Linked DNA regions of Zea mays: region 1 is linked to region 2. The links are chromatin contacts, called in public Hi-C maps. All regions are on one chromosome and are shown on one strand. The core of a region is the stretch at or near the end of the contact, and the rest is flanking DNA. Distances in the headings are between cores, read along the strand shown.

Region 1 (2,898 bases), core at 235-2,734, 300 kb after region 2:
CATATTTTTTAACAAAAATCTTGGGTATTTAATTGAATACCCATAAATTGAGGTGGGCCCGCCCCTGCCTATAGTGCAAAGCAGTTTCAACATAAATTTGAGCAGAATCAGGGGCGGAGGAGCCAATGTTGCTCCATATTGCCTAAGCAATACCTTACTTTCGTCCAGCACAAATATTAAACCAAAAAAAATAGCTCTAAACACCAAGTGCCAAAACCCACACACACGACAGCTCACCTGAAACCGTTCCTGGCATGATTTGAAGAGATATTTTATTTTAGTTAAAGTTGTAGTGGAAGTGAACAAAGTACACGGGCTAGTGGAGTATAAGCTTATTATGAACCTGAAGTAGAGATGGTAGAAGAGATTGCACATGTTCCACAAAATACACATGTGTTAAGAGGACAACGGTGAGGAAGTTAACCGTAAAAATAGAAAGTATATTATTGTTAACTCTTTTTATTTTTCGCAGATTTTTTGTACTATATTATAATTGATAAAAAATGTACATTGATCCCCTCCTATTTTCTTGCGACACTACTTGAGCTACACCTTGTTTTTCTCACGTCCTCCACCACTGAGCAGAATTACAATGGTCCAAGCCCTAGTACATAAAGAGAGCTATATCACCGGGGTTCCACTGCAAGCAGGAAATTCTAGATACCATTACACGATCAAGTATAGCAACATTTTTCTATTGCGTTATATACGATGATAATACATGAAACAGGGAAGAACACAAAGCTTCCATACTGAAAAGCAACATCAAACAGCGCAACTAAATCACACAAGCCACAGCCTCAATGTATACAAGCCAGTCAGGTCGCACTAGAAGCGCAATTTTTACCTTGTCGTTCACATCACAGAACTTCAACCTCTCCGTGAAGATTGAGTCGCCATTGCTCACCTTGAATTGATGCGAGCCGATCTGCAGCGAGAAACAAGCACACACGCAGTCACGCATTAGATCCAAACCCCAGCCTCAAATATCGAAAGACAGGCCAAATGGAGCAGACCTGTACGATGGCGAAGACGGGCTCGTAGGGCTTGAAGGGTTTCTCGTCAGCCCCGAGCGGTGCGAGCACCTTGTAGCCGATCTCCGCCGCCTCCGCTACCTTCTCCTCTTCCGTCTTCCCGCTCGGTTTCTTCGCCGCCACCGCCTCCTCATCGTCCCCCCATTCCCCCTCGCTATCCTCCTCGTCGTAGTGTTCTTCTTCGTCTTCATATTCGTCGTCCTCGTCGCCGGAGGAGCGGGTCGCGAAGTGGCAGCGCGAGAGGTAGTACAGCCGAGGGGAGGGGAGGGCCCCGGGAGCTGGGGGGCCGAGGGCCTCGGACGAAGTGGTCAGGGTTCTTGTCGCGATCGAGCCCGGTGCAAAAGGTTGAGATCTCTGAGGGACGAGGCGGCTCGAGAGTAGGCGGAGGAGGCAGCGCCGCGACGCCATGGCTGCGGCGACGGCGGAGGCAGGGGAACGGAGGGCACGAAAGTGTAGAAATGGAAATACTCGGTGACAGCGGTTTTGACGAGACTACACAGTGATAGATCAGACTACACATAACACAGTGACAGATCAGACAATCCCGATTAAAGGCGTCCAATGAGAGCCATGTCCAATCCAAGCAAAAAATTCAAATATCAAACCACACACGTCCCTGATCTAAAATAAATGTATATCTTATTTCACGGGAAATCAAATACTTTTGAATTTAACTAAACATATATTAGTGTGACATAACCGAGGCCCTCTTTTGCAGTGATAAAAAACTGTCAAAACGAAAGGTAACGGAAAACGGTAAAGTTAAAACTGATTTTGGTCAGACGACAACAAATTTGTCAGTATTTACCGTTCTTTGAGAAACCCAAACCCTGCCAAAAAGAGATAAGGCGCTTTTGGCAAAATATGGCCTAAGTGAATCTCTCCTACTAAATAAAGTCAGGTGGTGAAACCAAAACCATTCCAAATAGAACTAAGTTAAAATGTGAAGAACATTACATAGCCAAGTAGCATATTGCCACAGTATATTTGCTTTGAACAAAGGAAACAAATCGATCATTTGTAGCATGTGCTATCTGGTTCGACACATTTGCATCTATAACCAAAACCATCGAGGACTCCAACATGACCAGACGGCCAGCCAAATTTCTTCCTGTCGATCTCAACGAGCAAGGCCAGCAGAGCCTCGCACACATCTCGCTTGCATCGGCCTCATCGCTACACATCTTAAGCGTGGGGTAAACCATCCACGCGTGGTCCAGCCTTCTCTCGGGCCTCACCACCACCAACCCAGGCACCTCGGCATCACGCCTCGTCACCAGCCCGGTGCTCCTCTCCCCATAGTGCAGCCGCAGGTGGAGGGCCGTAAGCCCATGACCACCATGGCTGCCGACACATCGATGAAGTCCTTTGAAGAGCTCACCGACGGGAAGTTTGTGCTTGGTGATGCAGTCCTTTGTCTTAACATGTGTGAGGCGTGCTCCAAGGCCCTGATGTCACCCTGCAATTGTTCGTCTGTTTTTGAAACTGAAATGGGTGAGATAATTATTAAACAATTTTGTGAACAATATATTTGGCCGAGAAACAGTTCGTGATAGACCTTGATTAGTTTGCATACCATGAGCTCCATGATCCTCCTTGTATCCTTTTCAGGGATCAGGCCTTCTCGAAAGATATCAGAGGCGACCGGGGTGCCACCATATGGGCTCAGAACCAACGCCAGGCCAGTAGTAACCTTACCCTTGAGCTCAGACCAGTACAAGAAAAGAAAGAGCTGCAGCTGCATCAACTCCACCTTTGATATGGACAAGGAGCAGAACCTGCTTACCAGATCGCAAGTAGAGCTCCTCAATGTATTGTTTTCAGTTCCCATGCGTTGTTCTCTACTGACGCCTAAGTGAAAGGA
Region 2 (2,908 bases), core at 163-2,662:
CGGAGACAGGAGGCAGGCGACAGCGCATCGGCGGCCGCGACGCCGCCCTACCTACGCCAACGTGCGCGCCACCAACGATCGGGGCGTCGCGTCGTCCAGATCGCGCGCGACGGATCGGAGAGACGCGGCCGGGGCCGGTGAAGAATAAATGTGTGGTGGTTGCCCGCTCGTCCGTCCCGGCCGGAGCCTGGACAACCTCGACCCGTACAACGTGCTGCTGCCGTGCTGCGGCTGCTTGTGGTTGGCCAATCCCTAGAATCTACTGTCACCGTGAGTCGTGTGTAGTCTACGTCTACCCTGAATGTAGTAGTAGAGGGTGAATTTCACAGGAGAGTCAGTCAAGTGCAAGAGCACAAGGCGCATGAACTCGTGCCCGCACTCACTAGCAGCCCCAGCAATCAGGAGCAGAGCCTGCCGAGCGAAGCAAATTGAATGCCATGCCGCGGCGAGACCGGCAGGAGGAGGAGGAGCACGGTTAAAAAGCTGCGCGAGTAATGGCGCGCGCGAGGTGAGGTCCCGACCCACCCGCTCGCTCACCAACCAACACGGCAACACTTACTACTGCTGCTGCGGTGGTGCCTGTTCTTGGGGAATGGAAATGGGGAGATGGTGAGGTACTGACCGGTAGTCGTAGGCGCAGGGACTAGCCGGCGACGAGCAGTTGGCGAGAGAGAAGGGCACGTAGGAGGTGCAGGTGTCGGAGGAGCACGCGAGGGGCGCCCACGACCTGGACTCGGAGGCGCGGAACTCGCGCGCCGGCGGGTCCGAAGCCGGTGGTCCAGCAGCGCCGCGGCACTTGACCCAGGTGAGGTCGCTGCCGGTGTCCGCCACCAGCACGAACGGCTGCGCGGGGGTGCCCACGCGGAAGCGCACGAAGTACTGGCCCGTGCCGGTGTAGGCCCCCGACGAGAGCGGCATGGCGAAGGCGGACGCGCCCACGTCGGCGGCGCGGCGCCGGCGGGACGCCAGCTGCGACCGGATGTACGCGTGGCGGCGCGCGTCGTCCCTCGCGCGCTCGCCCAGGGACGCGCCCGGCGCGGCGGGGACGAGGTCCAGCCGCGGCCGCGCCGGCTTCGGCTTCCTCCCGCCGCGCTGCCGCTGCTGGTGCTGTCGCCCGCCGCCCGACGCTGCCGCTGCCGCCGCGGCCAGCACGAGCAGCGCTAGTAGCAGCAGGTGGCCGCGCGACGCCATTTCTTGATCCTTGCTTGGCTTGCGGCCTCCTTCGATCCGATCCCTTCACGCCGTCACACGATGGCAACGGCGGACGACCCACGACGATGTTCCGCTGCTACGTACTGGGAAGAGGAGCAGCAGCGGGCATTTCGGCCTCCGCGCGAGCGTTGTCGGGTCGCGTGCTCGGCTGCTCGTGTTTACTCAGTCGAAGAAGAGGGAGGTGGCCGGAGCGGAGCAGAGTTTTTGGCTGCGTCCGTGACGGCGAAGCGGGGGAGACGTCGTCTTTTATAAACAAAATGGCTGGCGCTCTGCCCGTGGATTGGGTTGGGTCGGATCGTGCGCGCTTCGCTGGCGTTTGGCAAGCGCGACTGATTGGCGGCCGGGTCGAGCGAGCCAGGATGATAGATGATCTCCTTTCCTTCTTCCTGGTTCCTGCCCGCCGGAGATTTGCTCGCTGTCCGCCGTGGGCCATGGGCCCGGCCGCTCTAGTTGCCAGGCATGTTATGTTCGTGTGGGCCTCACATTCGAGTCCATCCATGGAAATCTTACGGCAGTAACGGCTATCTTATCGCGACAGAAATCCAGCTCTGCAAGATCACCGGCTGGCTGGTTTCAGGGCGGGGGGGAAGGAATCGAAAGGTAGGCAACAATGCGATCTGCAGAAGATGATTTCGCCCGGGTCCGGTCCTCCGGATGCCCGTTGGCAGCTACTAGCTAGGACGGCGAGCAAGCCGGATTCGCCGTCCTGATTGGCGATTCCGATCAGATCAGTTCCCCCAATCAGCACCTACTCCTTCGGTCCTTCCTACTCACACTATGCGCTGAACCAGGACAGACGCAGGTGCAGAGCTGCTAGTGCCCTGACTACATGCACACTCGATCGGTCGTTGGCGTGGTGCCGTGGTGGGGCCGTAATACTGTCTGGACGTGCCAAATCTCTGTCCGGACCAGCAGCTGCTGTGCTACTGTAGATTACATGGCTGGGCTCCGCGCGCACATTGGTCGTTGTGCCACCCATGCCGTGCCACGTTGCGCGCCCAGGTGTGCATGCACGTCCGCAGCCGCAGGTGACAGTGAGTCAGTGACACACAGGCGGCCCCTGTCATCGTTTGCAGTTTGCTCCGGTGAGCGACCGATCCAGCGTTGGCTGCGTGGGCCGTGGGCACAGGCATGCTGCTTGTTGGCTTCCCAGGAGCCCGGAGTCTTTTCTTTTGGTGACGCAAGCAAGGAGGCGACAAGTGGCACGTCGATCGACCAATGACGCGGCTGCACATTCGTTGCCCTTGCCCGCGTCGACAAGGGGCGGTGACGCATGCGCGCCGCCACGCGGCCGCTGCCGTTACGCTTGGCGGAGGTAGCCTCACGAGATAGAGATGACCGGCACAAGGGAGAGGAGAGGAGACACCGACCCAGCCCAATCGATGGACAGCACGCGCACACAACGACCAAGCTAAAACGTACAGTACAGGTGTTTGTTGAAATCCGTCCGTAAGCTTACTACACGCCTCGACATCTATCTTCCTGTCACGCACACGTTAGTTATGTACAGCACACACGCGTGCAGTGTGTTTGAATTTAGGCCATCCCGTATTTAATTTATCCATAGATAACCTACGAAAACAGATAAGTTGGCGGTGCTGTAACAGCACAGGATAAGGCTAGCTCCAACAAGGCACGGTAAGACTGTCTCCAACAGCACCCTTAGGGTCCTGTCCTCTAAATATAGAGGACTGTC

Evidence for each region. A called contact is a pair of places that touch in the nucleus more often than the background predicts.
Region 1: a Hi-C map of ear shows a contact between it and region 2, with 5 times the contacts expected there. The contact joins the promoter of LOC100272779 here to the promoter of LOC100304289 in region 2. A contact is called at or near these places in 3 of 25 Hi-C or Micro-C datasets (ear, endosperm and tassel).

What each region holds. Positions count from the first base shown.
Region 1 is chr8:68,746,353-68,749,250 of Zm-B73-REFERENCE-NAM-5.0, forward strand. LOC100272779 (50S ribosomal protein L21-like) reads right to left here and starts at 1,485. Exons shown (of 5, transcript NM_001147232.2): 1 at 1,017-1,485; 2 at 848-928. The coding sequence starts at 1,442. It also overlaps the pseudogene LOC109941512.
Region 2 is chr8:68,443,772-68,446,679 of Zm-B73-REFERENCE-NAM-5.0, forward strand. It overlaps LOC100304289 (Eukaryotic aspartyl protease family protein), which reads right to left and starts at 1,413. Exons shown (of 2, transcript NM_001165731.2): 1 at 623-1,413. The coding sequence starts at 1,191.